Linked DNA regions of Danio rerio: region 2 is linked to region 1. The links are chromatin contacts, called in public Micro-C maps. All regions are on one chromosome and are shown on one strand. The core of a region is the stretch at or near the end of the contact, and the rest is flanking DNA. Distances in the headings are between cores, read along the strand shown. Region 1 holds the start of zgc:171673. Region 2 holds the start of zgc:153116.

Region 1 (7,216 bases), core at 2,540-5,039:
TATGCAGGACACCGGCACTCCAGGACCGAGTTTGAGCACCCCTGTATTAAATGGTTTTAATTTCTTTCTGAATGCAGCATATCATGTCCTAATAACGCATGGCCAACTCGCATGTTCTGCTGTTCTTCTGAAGGCATCGCTAGTGTTTGTGTAGTGTTGAGCTGAGCTTTGAGAATGAAGACCAACCTGCTTGTTCCTCAGGATCTTCGTATTTTATGGTGACCATCTCTATGATCTTCACGTCTTCGCTCTCCTCTTTGATGAACTCCATCTTCAACAGTTCTTTCAGACTGCACACGTTTAATAAATCCTGTAATTAACAGAAAGCAGACACAGAAAAACCCTCAAAACTAGGAGTACAAATTATTCAGAGGACACAAACACACTCTGTCATTAAGGAAAGATCCAGCTTTTCTGAAAACACCACTGTCAAAATCCTGTAGTCTAGAGATGAGCACTAGTGGGCGGAGCTTTCCCCCTCTGATGACATCATACACAGGGAGAATGTCAATCAAAGTGTTTCTGCAGACGGTTTATATCAAGTCTGATCAGAACAAATACAACTCATGTTTTTTAGCAATAAAAGCTGGTGTATTCACACACCTGACAACTTATGAAACCTTATGAAAGTCAGGTTAGCATAACAGGTCCCCTTTAAACCAGTAAAAGCTGAAGCATAAGAGTTTTGCAGCAGTAACTGAGGAGAAATGGTGTATGCGCACAACTAGGGTTTTTCCTCTACCAATAAACATAGGGTGAATGGATTATATGGCTTTATTCAATTTTAAACGGTTCCTTTTACAGCATGGATGCTGTAATATAATTGAAATACAATCAGTTCAATAGACTTCATTTAGCTGCTCAAATGTAAAGCGAGATGAAGAGCCGTTCACACATGAGCATGCGCCGTCAGGATCAGCAGGCGAGCGCAGAAACTCCACTGAAAATACTGCAGTACAAACGTTTTCCATATTTTAAAGACATTTCTTGCTCATTCTGAGACCCACTTAATATCACATATCAATCAGGCAGTGAAGATCACTGAATGTGAAAGAAAACAGACCTTAAACGAGCCGACTTGTAACAGCATTTACAGGAAGTGCTTTAACTGGGTCACTGACAATTAAAAGTCCTTCTGCGTACACTAATAACAATGTTAATTCATGATTGAACCGTTACGCAACCAAATTTAAACCGAATATAGAGCCTAATTTAGACTGATGAAATATTAAGCCTTATATATCTCATTTAATTTGGGTTAGTTCAAAATTAAAAGAATTAGAAGAATATATAAATATTTCTCGTACGCATTAATTACCTATATACTGTACAACCTGAGGCCATCATTTCAATATTGGGTATCAAACCACAGTCCTAATGTTTTAATAAAAGCAGGATACGTGTGATTGCCTTTGCTACGCTTTTAGCTTGGAGGTTAATATTGCTGAAATGGAAGGAAAAATTTCCTCCAACCTTTAAGCAATGACTGGAGCTCCTACACCACCTGACTTTACAAACAATACAGTACTGTAAGAGGCTGTACTGATGCGTTTTTCCTCACCTGGCAACCTGTTTTAGATCACATAAAGAAGAAGATAGGATTATTATTATTTATTTGTATTTTATCTTAATATTATTTATATATTTTTACAGAGTTAAAATGTATAAGGGTGCGACGGGTTTTGTTTGTTGTGTAAAAAGAGAAGAAGTGAAAAGCTATTTGTACAGCTCATATCTAACATGTTCAATGAAAATACTTTTGAACAAAAAACATGAAGGAACAGAATCAAAGGTAGGCCAATAACCGTGATAACACACCAACAAACGGCTTCAGGGTATGGAGTAAAATCACTGTCATAAATATTTCGTCCATCAATAAAAATATGTAATTATAAAATCGTAAAGGAAAACGGAGCGTACTCATAAATTTACGAGGGTACAGCTCCAAAATCTGCGATTAGAACAGACACAGATACGACATTTTCTTGGTTTGTATACGACTGATAAATTTACGATGGGTGTACTTTACAAACACGAAATACATTTTCACCACGGACACGAAGTCCTGATTACGAGTACGAATCAAACAGCAATTGTATTAGCGACAAAATTACGTCACCGCTGTTACAGGCATTAATAAACAAGCGATACTGATACTGCGCTCGCTGCCTGTAATGTTACTTACATCATGCTAGCTCACTATCCTCATTCCACTCTTAATTTTAAATTTATTTATTTAAATTTTTTAAGTCTTAACTTTTATTACAGCTCATGACGGACATTTCTCAAAGAGGGAATAACAAAACTCATACCCAAGACGGTGTGTGGGGGCTCTGTTGTGCAGGCGAGCCGTTGTGATCGATGGCTCTCGCTTGTTTATTAATGCCTGTGACAGCGATGACGTAATTTTGACAGTGGAGTGTCACTGTTTGATTCGTACTCGTAATCAGGTCGTCGTGTCCATGCTGAAACTGTTTTTTGTGTTTGTAAAGTACACCCATCGTAAATTTATCAGTCGTATACAAAGAAAATGTCGTATCTGTTCGCAGGTTTTGACATCGTATCCTCGTAAAATTACGAGTACGCTCTGTTTAACTGTACGATTTTATAATTGCAGATGCGTGAATTTTATTTACGCACAAAATATTTATGACAGTGATTTTATTCCATGTCAGGGTCTCTAGGTCTCATACTGGATTCCTGGAGGGCCGCAGCTCTGCACAGTTTTGCTCCAACACTAATCAGACACACCTGATCATACTAATCAAGGTGTTCAAGACTCTTTTCAACACCTTGATTATGTGGATGAGCTGTGTTTGATTAGAGTTGGAGCAAATCTCCAGAGCTGCAGCCCTCCATGAATTGACTTTGAGACCTATAGATGAGCATCTTTCTTATTTTAGTCTCGCATGCTCGTCATTTCAGACGGAGACGCGCAGTTTGCCAGCACAAACACGGTTAGGCAGGATACGGCGGACGGATACACCTGCGCTGACTGAGAGCCTTTGAAGAGGAGCAGAGCAGACATTAAAGAGAGAGACGACATGTATCTATGGGATATAATGTACACATATCACCACCAAAAACCACTTAAAGCACTCGCTTCACAGTCAAACTCAAACATATCGTGTAAAAGAATAAAACAACGACCCTATTAGTACACACGCGTACACCAAACTGCCACAACAGAAACGAACGGCTCGTTTTTCACCATTAACCGTCCCATTCCTAATATAATGCACTCATCAGGAATGTACAGTAAACGCTACACAAATAAAGACGACACTCACATATAGAAATGTTCCCTCGCGGCAGCTCGTCGATGCGCTGTCAGCTGCGGGTGAACTCCTTCATCTGATCCGCCTCCGCCTCCTGCGCATCTGCATGGAGCTCCACTTCACCGCTGGAGACAGACAGACTATTATGGGATGGATATTTTCAGCTTCTCAGACACACAACGAGCCTTTATAAAGGCATAAACACGCTAGTCCGTTTAATTCAGAGTGTTTGGGAGACATTTTCCCAAATACATTACTCTACGGTGTTTTTTCCTGTTGTGATTTCCATTTGTTTACATTAATGTCTCGCGTTTGTCCACAAAAATGGCCGTAAATAATGAATTAATTTATACACACGATAATTAGCATACCGTGCACAAATCTAGCCCTTTGATTAAACTGTTATAATACATGAATCAAATTTAAAGCGCAATCTTACCGCCTGTTTACGCACAGGAGCGCGAGCGGCGCAGCGTTATGGCGTCACATCACCGCTACAGAATAAAAGTCTAGTTCACGCACTAAACATCTGCTTTACAACACAAAACATTTATTGAATCGTAGTCGTTAAATCATAATCAATTGTAATACTCAGTACTATTTTCAAACAATGTGGAGAATCTTGATTATCTTAAGAAAAAGCTTTAGAAGGAACTATTTCTTGTGGCTGCAGAGGGATCTATTTAATGTCGATCCATTTTATTCCAGTCAACTTTCCCCTAATTTTATTAAATGAACAATCACAGTAAAATTAGTTTAAAAGGCCATTTTTGAAGGGTAAAAACAACTAAATAAACTTTTTATATATTTATTTTGGTGTTCCTATTCTAACCACTAAATTTATTGTTTTTAATACTTAATTCCTCCCTATAAACCTGTTAGATAGATTGATAATGCATAAAATATACAGTTTGCATAAAATATGTATAAAATATCAAATCAGCCATCTGGAGTTGTGTGCTATGTGGCACAGATGAACAGTAATAAAAGTAAAAGTCTGCACTTAAAATGATCTTTGGAAATATCTTCAACTTGTCATTTTTGACCCATATTATGTAAATCCAAAATTGTGTTGATTAATAAAGTTAAATGGAGATCAAAATATTCATAATTATTTGTGGAAGTCGTTTAACGAACAAGACGTTTAATGAACACCAGGAATATTACATGCGTTTCCTTCAAAGCAACAGCAAAATAAACTCTCAGCCATGTCTGAATTAACAGTGAATGTGTGTAAAGCATATGTATAAATGCAAAAACTGTGTTTATAAAATACTAAAAAAACATATCAGTGGAAGTCAAATACTAGATATTTAAAGCACATCTGGGACAATGAATGATTAAAAAACTTTTATTTTGGAGATTCAGAAAAGGAAACACTTAGAGTCACAAAGACGTCACTTTTACTCCAAATGTAACAAAAGAAAACCTTAAAATAAGGACTTGTCATGATCAAAAACAAGTATATTAAGGGTTTCCTGGAATGCCGAGTGATGAAACTAACTTAATCTAAAGATAAAAATATAGAAAATAAAGTCAGCTGGGTCACTTTAAACCAGCGTAGTGCAAGAGGGTTAAACTGAGTTACATATAAACGTATAAAAGCTCTTTTTCTTACAGGCGAACTTGAAAGAGAATATATATATATATAGTGCTATTATTTCTCACAACTACACAGGAGAGAGATTCCTGTTTCCCGCCTTTTTCTCCTCAGACTGCTCTAATGTCAAGATTAAGGCTAATAGAGTTCACTATGAGCGTTTGAGGTGTGTCACACCATTACATGTAGAGTAAACAGGAAGTAGCTTTAATTACAGTAAATTGCACAGCTATGCTGTCTGATCTATGGAAGAAATGGAGAAACGTGACTGCTAACTGTTGCTCAGATGAACAGGAGCTAATGTTAACAGATTTAGCAGTAAAGACACACAGACACAGTATCTGCTGACGCCATCGGACATCTCCGGCTCAGACGTTCACTTCAGACTGAGGCACAGGAATCTGCTGAAGCACCTCCAGATAGGGAACAGGATCGTGGACCACCTCTTCAAAAAGTCGGTCCATCAGGTTGGCGATGTAGCCTGCGAAAGACGAGGAAACAAACCTCTTATTTAGCCTGGTTATTGAGATCTGTTGTGGTGATTCTATGGTTGCTATGGTAACATGACAACTATAACAACGTAGATCTGTTGTGGTGATTTTGCAGTTGCTATGGTAACAACATCTACAGCAACTGAGATCTGTTGCTGCGATTCTACAGTTACTATGGTAACATGACAACTACAGCAATTGGGATCTGTTGTGGTGATTCAACAGTTGCTATTCGAAACATGACAACTCAACAATTAAGCCCTGTTGTGGAGATTCTACAGTTACTATGGTAACTGTGGCGAGGTGGGGTGGCCGAGAGCTGTGGGAATGGAGTGAGGCCACCGCGTAAGTGGATACACCTGCGGTGCGCACCTGCCTCGGATTCCACGGAAGGAGCTCTGGACAATAAAAGGAAGAACGATGGCAGAGGAAGCCGAGAGAGGACCGGGCCTGGACATATTTTACTTTTGCTTTTCAGTCCATTTGTTTTGGTTTAGTTATTAATAAATCATTTTAAACCTGCGTCGGTTCTCCGCCTCCTCCTTCCCGGCGGCCAAAGGGCCGTGAACTTTATTACAGTGGTGCCGAAGCCCGGGAGAAGGAGGGACGCGTTGTCCAGATGCCCTTGCCGCTGAGAGAGGGCGAGTGTTCGGGAGTTAACCCGAGTGGGGTTGAATTCTACAGTTGCTATGGAAACATGACAACTCAACAATTGAGATCTGTTGTGGAGATTCTAGTTACTATAGTAACATGACCTCTACAGTATTTGAGATCTGTTGTGGTGATTCTACAGTTGCTATGGTAACATGACAACTACAGTAATAGAGAGCTGTTGTGATGATACTAGAGTTGCTACGGTAACAACAACTATAATAATATAAACAAATGACTCAAACAAATGAGTGCTGTAGTTTTCTACAACTATAGGGTTTATTATACTACAATACGGCAGGGTTTACTGTAGTAAAATCTAAAGTTTGCTACCGTATCACTGTTTATCAGTTCACTATTGTTAATAATACAGTGTGCTGCAAATGAAGTGTTGTAGTTGGCTATAATATTTTTACTATAGTTTGGTTCAACAGCACAACAGTATTTACTGTAAATCATTATAAATATAGTACTTATATGTAGGATTTCTTCACAAGTTTGTAAGTATTGTTTAAAACTAATATACGGGTGTTTGTGAACTCCTACTGAATGTTTCCTCTGTGTTTGCGGATTCGTCGTGTGCAGAGGGCGGCGGGTGTGTATGTTTGGCTCTGCCGGTGGTCTTCTCCACTGCACTTCTGCACTCGTTGAACTGCATGGCTGCCAGGTACAACCTACAGCACAACACAAACCATACAACATTGATGATTGTCAGTGTTTGTTCTCAACACCAAAAGGATTGAAGAACCCAACATTTAAACCCAAGATTTAAAGATCATTGTGGCTCCCTGCGTGTGTTTCTTCATAATCAAATCATCATTAGAAATTTATATTATTGTCATTTAATTCATAACAAGTTAATCATTTATTATCTATTTGATATTTTCTTTTTACTATGTTTGCATTATGTATTGCTTTAGATTACAGATATAATTACATGCAGATTACTGAAAATAAACATGCTCATAATAAGTGCATTGTCCTAAATGCTTACTAAACAGTACATAGTAATTAAAGCAACTAAATGTTTTAGGCTTACAGTTGAAGTCAGAATTATTCGTCCCCCATTGAATTTATTTTTTTAATATTTCCCAAATGATGTTGAACAGATTCAGGAATTTTTCACAGTAGGTCTGATAATATTTTTTCTCCTGGAGAAAGTCTTATTTGTTTTATTTCGGCTAGAATAAAAGCAG
Region 2 (7,216 bases), core at 2,316-4,815, 130 kb before region 1:
CTGCACAGTTGGCAAAGCTCGGGTTTCCAGCCAGCGCGTCAAGTGCAAAAGCCACAGTTCTTGGCTGTGTGGTGGCTAGCGCTAAGTGCACACACATAGCTCGCGACACAGCTCGTATTCGTAAGCTTGCAGAGTGGTGGAGAGAACCAAACGGGTTGCATTTCCCGAGAGGACACCAACAATGCCCGTTGCAACAAACGCTAAAAGTTGGGCTAAGCATCTTTTAAAAGTGCATTGACTGCAGAAAGACAAATAAAGAGTTTTCGACTGCCTAGCTAAAGCTACATCATCCACATCATAAAAAAAAAATCTAAACAAATTAAATTATTCTTTATAATAATTCTTTAAATACAAGTACTTATATAGAATACTTAAAGGGCACCTATGGTAAAAAATCTACTTTTCAAGCTGTTTGGACAGATCTGTGTGTTGGTATAGTGTATAGACCGTCATACTGGGGTGAAATGAACACACCCAGTCCTTTGTTTCAGTTTAACTACAAAAAAAAGGGTCGGCCAATTGGAGCTGTTTTCAAATCGATCGCACCATTACGTAGGTGTGTGCGATCCCCCCGCCAACCGAATTGATTGACAGCTGCGTGCATTAACATGTTCCGGTAGTCGCGTGTATATGTCAACAAGACCAGACAGACATACGCAGAGCAACCGGGAATAAAAGGTCTGTTCAGTTCGCTAGGATCAGCAATCATCATCACATGTGATTAAGAGTAAGTTTCACATGTTTAAAGTGTTTTAAAACAGAGTATGTGTGTAATTAATTACAGCGTTTTACTCCAACTTTACTTCATCAGCACAGCCGCGTGTCAGAACAATTATAAAAGAAGACGCTTCAATCCCGGTTTGTGGAAGTTAAATCAGGTTTATTTTGTACATTAGCATAACAGATATCCACACTTGAGGTTAGCCTTAACTAAGCTTAGCACGCTCTGTCTGTCTGTCTGCCTGCCTGCGTGTGTGTGTGCGCGTTAACTTTGTAACGATATTGTGTGTGACTCATCAATGCAACTTCACAATACTGATTAGTAAAGGTTAGTTCTTACTGTAGTATCTCACAAACGCTACGTGAGACCTTCTTCCTTTAAGTCTGTCTGTTGTCTGACGCAGCTGAGGGAGGAGGCATGTAGAAACAGTAGGCGGGAAAGACTCGTCTTAAAGGCGCAGTACGACAAAACCACCCCCTGCTGGAAATCAGTATAAGACAGCATCTTGTAAAAGGTATAATGAAAAATCTGATGGGTATTTTGATCTGAAACTTTATATACACATTCTAGAGACGCAAAAGACTTATATTAAATCTGACAAAAGGGGTAAACTAGGTGCCCTTTAATATTCTATATAGGTTTTGAAGAGACATTTTTCTTATGTATACTATTCAGGGACGGACTTAATGATTTGGGGGCCTAGCATTAAAACTCAAAGCATTCTCTCATATATACACACTCACACACACACATATATTTATATATATATATATATATATATATATATATATATATATATATATATATATTTTTTTTTTTTTTTTCTCTGTAGACTTTCGAAAAAATATATAGCTTAAAGGGACTAATAATATTGACCTTAAAATGGTTTAATTAAATAATTAAAACGGCTTCTTTTTTTTTTTGCCAAAATAAAACAAATAAGACTTTCTCCAGAAGAAAAAACATTATCAGACACTGAAAATTTCTTTGCGCTGTTAAACATCATTTAAGCAATATTTCAAAATCAATAAAAAAAAAATTCAAAGGGGGCGAATAATTCTGACTTCAACTGTGCATGTGTGTATATATATTATTCAAAAAAAGGTAATGATTGGCACTCAATTGCTTCGTACTGTTTTTATTTTTCTTACATTTTACGGGTGATTAAAAGACAGACATTTCGGCACAAAGCCTTCCTCAGTTCACACACGGTTTGTGCCGAAACATCTGTCTTTTAATCACCCGTAAAATGTAAGAAAAATAAAAACAGTACGAAGCAATTGAGTGCCAATCATTACCTTTTTTTGAATAATAGTATTGATAAGACTGACGCACCAAACCAAAGAAGTAACTAAAAAAACCGCAAGCGCGCAGGGCAAACTTCAGTAACTCTACACATGTATATATACATTAACCTTTATTTTACCAGGAATGAAATTAAAAAACTCTTTTACAAGAGTGCCCTGGCCAAGATTAAGCAGTATACATGTCACATGGGTCTAAAAGACAACAAACAAAAAACAGTTAACTGTTAACATGAGTCACACAAACTACTCAAAACATCTACAAGCCGGTTTCAACGTCTAAATCATTTGTAAATAAACTGCATGTTTGAAATATATTTTGAGTGTAACCTTTACCTTATTAATGTAAAGAATATTTTAAAAAATCACAAATGAAAATGAAGTTCACAAAGTATGTGAGGTTAATTAGCCATTTTTGTGATTGGATTTTAGCAAAGATGGAACGTGTCACTTTTGAAAAGAAGTAGGCGAATAACGTTAAAATTACAAAGCTTATGGACAGACTTTACAACATATGATAGAAAACTTATAAGTTAAATGATTAATATAGGCTTCATGGCATTGGTCGGTGCCCCCTAATTCCTCGTAGCCCTAAGCGGCTGCTTACCTCGCTTAATGGTTAAGTCTGCCCTGATATTATCTCAATAATGATACATTTGTAATATACAGACCAGCCGTGGGGGCCATCTAATATAATTTCATGATAAATAAATAAAAATATACAATCAAACACTATTGAGGTAAAGTTGGTTTTATATTCGCACATTCATTCAGTGACAACTTGTGACCCGCTCCCGTTATTGTTTACTATGGTACTTTGAATATTGAGCCTGAAATAACCCGCAAGTATGCCTTGAAAACAACAATAGCACGGTGTATTTGACTGTGAACAATGTTGTATGCTGATTGGCTGCTTATACGAGTTTGCAAGTGATACTTTACTGATATTATTATTATATTAAGATGAAAGTCTGAATGTGTGAATATAAAATTAACTTTGCCTCAATTCAAATACTTAGTAAGAATACACAATTCTGCAGTGTGAATAAATGAATAAAGGATTTAAACAAGCTTTAAAAGGGAAGATAAGGAAAACTCTGGGTTTACTGAAGAAAACTGACCCCTGACCAGATTAGATGAAGAAAGTAAATTACCACAGTAAATGGCTGAGCATTAATTTACTTCCTTTAGTAACTTTTATGCTTGACTTAAAATAAAGCACTGACGAGTTTGTTACATTGTTGTTGTATTTAACACGCGTTCATGTGTTTGTTTGACTTGTTTACACGTCTAACTACTCTGCATTACCGTGCTGTGTGTGTAAACACTGTTAAACTGATGAAGGGAGTGAAAAGAGACGCAACAAAACATCTCAAAATAACCCTCATTAACAGTACAAAACATTTCATTGTGACATTAAACGATCCTTCAGCCGCTGCACACCGCTAGAAAAACTATATAAACAGTAGAAACTACTTAAATGAATGATTAAAACACAAACATACCTTCCTTCCACCGAACCATGCAAACGCTGGAGTGCGGCGCCGTCTAATGACGTCACATTACTAGTTCAAAATAAAAGTCCCGCTTTAAATATTAACTGAAATACACATTGTCCTTTCATGTGTTGAAAATGCTAAACTACTAATAGACGAGTTTAAGCTTCACTCTAACTATGTGTAATGTTTGTTTTAATGTTTTTGTTAAATGGCTGTTTTTAAAGAAAAGCATTGGTAGTCTGTAAATCATAATAATTTGACTTGAATCACTAAAATTATAAACGAAGTTCATTTTGATTATTAAAATTTAGCCCAACTATAAAAACTTCATGTATTTGTGCTAGAGTCAAATCTTCTGCATCATTCATGTTTTTACCAATGCTGAGTGATTCTGTGTCTGACACCATATTAGAAACATTTTTTCATTAACATCCAAACATGTTAACAAAATAACATGTGGGTCACTGTCTTCTGGCCGAGTGCACAATAAAAGATATAAATGACACTCATCATAGAGCTTGAGAAGGTAAACAGCTCTATAGGATCTATATAATTAGTGAAAAAAATGTGTATTATATATATATATATATATATATGTATATATATATATATATATATATATATATATATATATATATATATATATATATATATATATAGATAGCCACAGATCTACTGCGTGCTGTAGGCAAACACCTGTGCGCTGCTTCTGCTCTCCATGCGTGCTGCTCACACTCTGCTTGCAAAAGCAACAACCCATTTGCTCAGCTGACTTTACTGTCCTGCCTTGACGAGGTCAAACTTTGGCTTTCAAACAATGTAAACACTTAAAGACATCTGCTAAAACTGAGTTCAATACTTGTTTTAGGAAATCTGTCAGGTTTTAATTAAAATTGGGCTTTAAGTAGACGTTAATAACACAACAGGTTACTGTGAGGTTGGGTTTAGGGTTTGGGTTGATAAAACACCATACTTTGGACTCTGTGTCATGTACAAGACACTAAATCTGTGAAAATTCCAGCAGGTTTGAACAGCCCACTTAAATAACTACCACAATAAATAATGTTGTGGCCAAAATAATAATATAAAAACTGTATTTCCTAATTTTTATGTGCAAGGTAGCGACAGTAGCTTATTAAGCACAACACCAACATGGATCTTAAAATTGAAACGCAACTTTAATACTACTGTACAGCACTGTGAACTAATTTACAAACATACATTCAGCTCTGAGGAGTTCATGAAAAATGACTGAAAGTCCCAAAAGCTAGCATTTGTCAAGATCTTGACATTGCACCCTAGAAAACCATAAACACACAGCTTAAATCAAATATGCGCCAGTTTTATCAACGATGGAAACTTTGTTATTTGAGTTCTGTTGGGGTGGGGGGAGCAGTGGCGCAGTAGGTAGTGCTGTCGCCTCACAACAAGAAGGTCGCTGGTTCGAGTCTCAGTTCAGTTGACGTTTCTGTGTGGAGTTTGCATGTTCTCCCTGCATTCACAAGGGTTTCCTCCGGGTGCTCTGGTTTCCCCCACAGTCCAAAGACATGTGGTACAAGTGAATTGGGTAGGCTAAATTGTCTGTAGTGTATGTGTGGATGTTTTCCAGAGATGGGTTGCGGCTGGAAGGGCATCCGCTGTGTAAATCCGCTTGCTGGATGAATTGGTGGATCATTCCACTGTGGCGACCCCGGATTAATAAAGGGACTAAGCCGACAAGAAAATGAATGAATGAGTTCTGTTGGGACATTTGGGTTTTCTTCTCGTTTCGAGTTCTCCACTTGTCGCAGCTGATTGGTTATGGGGGGACATATTTGGGATGTCCTTTATCAGTGAAAGGAGTTTTCTGGATTCGTGAAACTTGGAGGTTGTTGTCCAGGTTATGGAGAAATAACATGAAAACGCGGGTGGTGTGCTGAATGTAATCGTCCACAGACTCGGCTCTCACCAGAGTCACGAGATTTTCAAGGATTGTCAGAGTTCTGAAGGATTGACTAAATGACCAGATTGCTTGAGGCAGGACAACTGAGCTTCCTTCAGAGTGTGATGGTGTGAGCAGATCAGTGCCTAGGCAGTGAAGATGGCTTAATTTTTGATGAAGTAGGCAAGGCTTCATGAATTTAATTCTTTGTAAAAGCAACAGTTACAGCAATGTAATGCTGCAAGGTGAGGAAGAAACATCCAGACAACGATGTAGGACATGAGTCTTAAACTCGGTTCCTGGAGGGCTGCAGCTCTACACCGTTTTGCTCCAACCCTAATCAAACACAGCTGATCCATTTAATCAAGGTGTTCAAGACTACAAGAGACGATTAAGCAGGTGTGAACTGGACGTGGTTGTAGCTAAAATCTGCAGAGCTGTGGCCCTCCAGGAATTGAGTTTGGGACTATTGATGTAAAGCCAAAGTTAAAATGCCGAACAGCAAAGCCTAAAACAGAAGCAATGCACAAAGCCAATGCGAAAGTCATGAAACTTTATAGAAGTTGGAACCTACAGGAGTCAGAGTTCGTTCATCATTTAAACCAGGGGTCACCAGACTTGTTCCTGGAGGGCCGGTGTCCTGCAGATTTGACCTCCAACCCTAATGAAGCACACCTGAACAAGCTAATCAAGGTCTTGGGTATACTTCAAACATCCAGGCAGGTGTGTTGAGGCAAGTTGGAGCTAAACCCTGCAGGGACACCGGCCCTCCAGGAATGAGATTAGTGACCCCTGATTTAACCCAACGCATCCTAAATTTCCAAACATGCAGCTGAGCTCATAAGCTACAAATGTTAAAATCACTGTAAAAGCAAACACATTTGAATGCAGACAAACTAAAACCTAAGCAAACTTAGCAAGAATACCTTTAAGCAAAATAAAAAAACACACTAAATGTTTAACTTGTAATCGTCAGTATTTCGTGATCATTTCTTTGCGGCTGACAGGAAAATGGAAGGGGCAAGAGTTCATTCAGAGATCTAGGAGTCAGTCCAGGTTGGCAGGCCAGGATGTCGTTTGAACACCATTTCATGTTGACTTAAAAAGCGGGGTCTACTACTTGTCTGAGTTTCCAGCGTGAATTTTCATGTGGACATCAAATCTCTGTTTTACTGAAAATCTCTCTCCGCACTGAGGGCAAATGTAAGGCATCTCTGCATTGTGGTGTAGCATGTGTATATCAAATCCAGTTTTGAACGCGTACGTCTTTCCACACTGAGGACACATGTAAGGCTTCTCTCCCGTGTGAACTCTCATGTGCCTCTTCAGCTCAGTTTTGCGATTGAAACCTCTCCCACACTGCTCACAGCTGAAGCGTTTCACTCCACTATGAGTTCTTGAGTGTTCGTTGAATTGAAATCTTTCTGAAAAGCTCTTTCCGCATTCAGAGCACGCGTAAGGTTTCTCTCCAGTGTGAACCCTCACATGCCTGTTAAAGTTGTCTTTCCGATAAAAACACTTTCCACACTGCTTGCAAAGAAAAGGTCTATCTCGAGTGTGAATTTTCACGTGCGTCATTAAAACTCGTTTTAACGCAAAACTCTTTCCACATTGTTGACATATGTAGGGAGTTTCAGCACTATGAAATCTCATGTGCCTTATAAGATCGTATTTCCCACTGAAACATTCGTCACACTTGTCACAAGTGTGAGGTTTCTCTCCGGTGTGAGTCTTCGTGTGTTCCTCGAGTTTGGTTTTGTCTGTAAAGCTC

What was found. Hi-C and Micro-C count contacts between places; a contact is called where the count stands out from the background.
Region 2: a contact with region 1 is called in a Micro-C map of caudal fin, with 4 times the contacts expected there. The contact joins the promoter of zgc:153116 here to the promoter of zgc:171673 in region 1. A contact is called at or near these places in 1 of 18 Hi-C or Micro-C datasets (caudal fin) and 1 of 4 datasets of contacts at active chromatin or transcription factors (embryo).

Annotation. Positions count from the first base shown.
Region 1 is chr4:74,463,461-74,470,676 of GRCz12tu, reverse strand. zgc:171673 reads right to left here and starts at 3,789. Exons shown (of 5, transcript XR_012402594.1): 1 at 3,718-3,789; 2 at 3,291-3,403; 3 at 187-310. si:ch73-389k6.1 reads right to left here. Exons shown (of 20, transcript XM_073948331.1): 19 at 6,567-6,694; 20 at 4,614-5,359. The coding sequence ends at 5,247.
Region 2 is chr4:74,593,995-74,601,210 of GRCz12tu, reverse strand. It overlaps zgc:153116, which reads right to left and starts at 3,565. Exons shown (of 3, transcript NM_001045423.1): 1 at 3,531-3,565. It overlaps zgc:113119, which reads right to left. Exons shown (of 3, transcript NM_001014293.2): 3 at 5,765-7,216. The coding sequence ends at 6,562.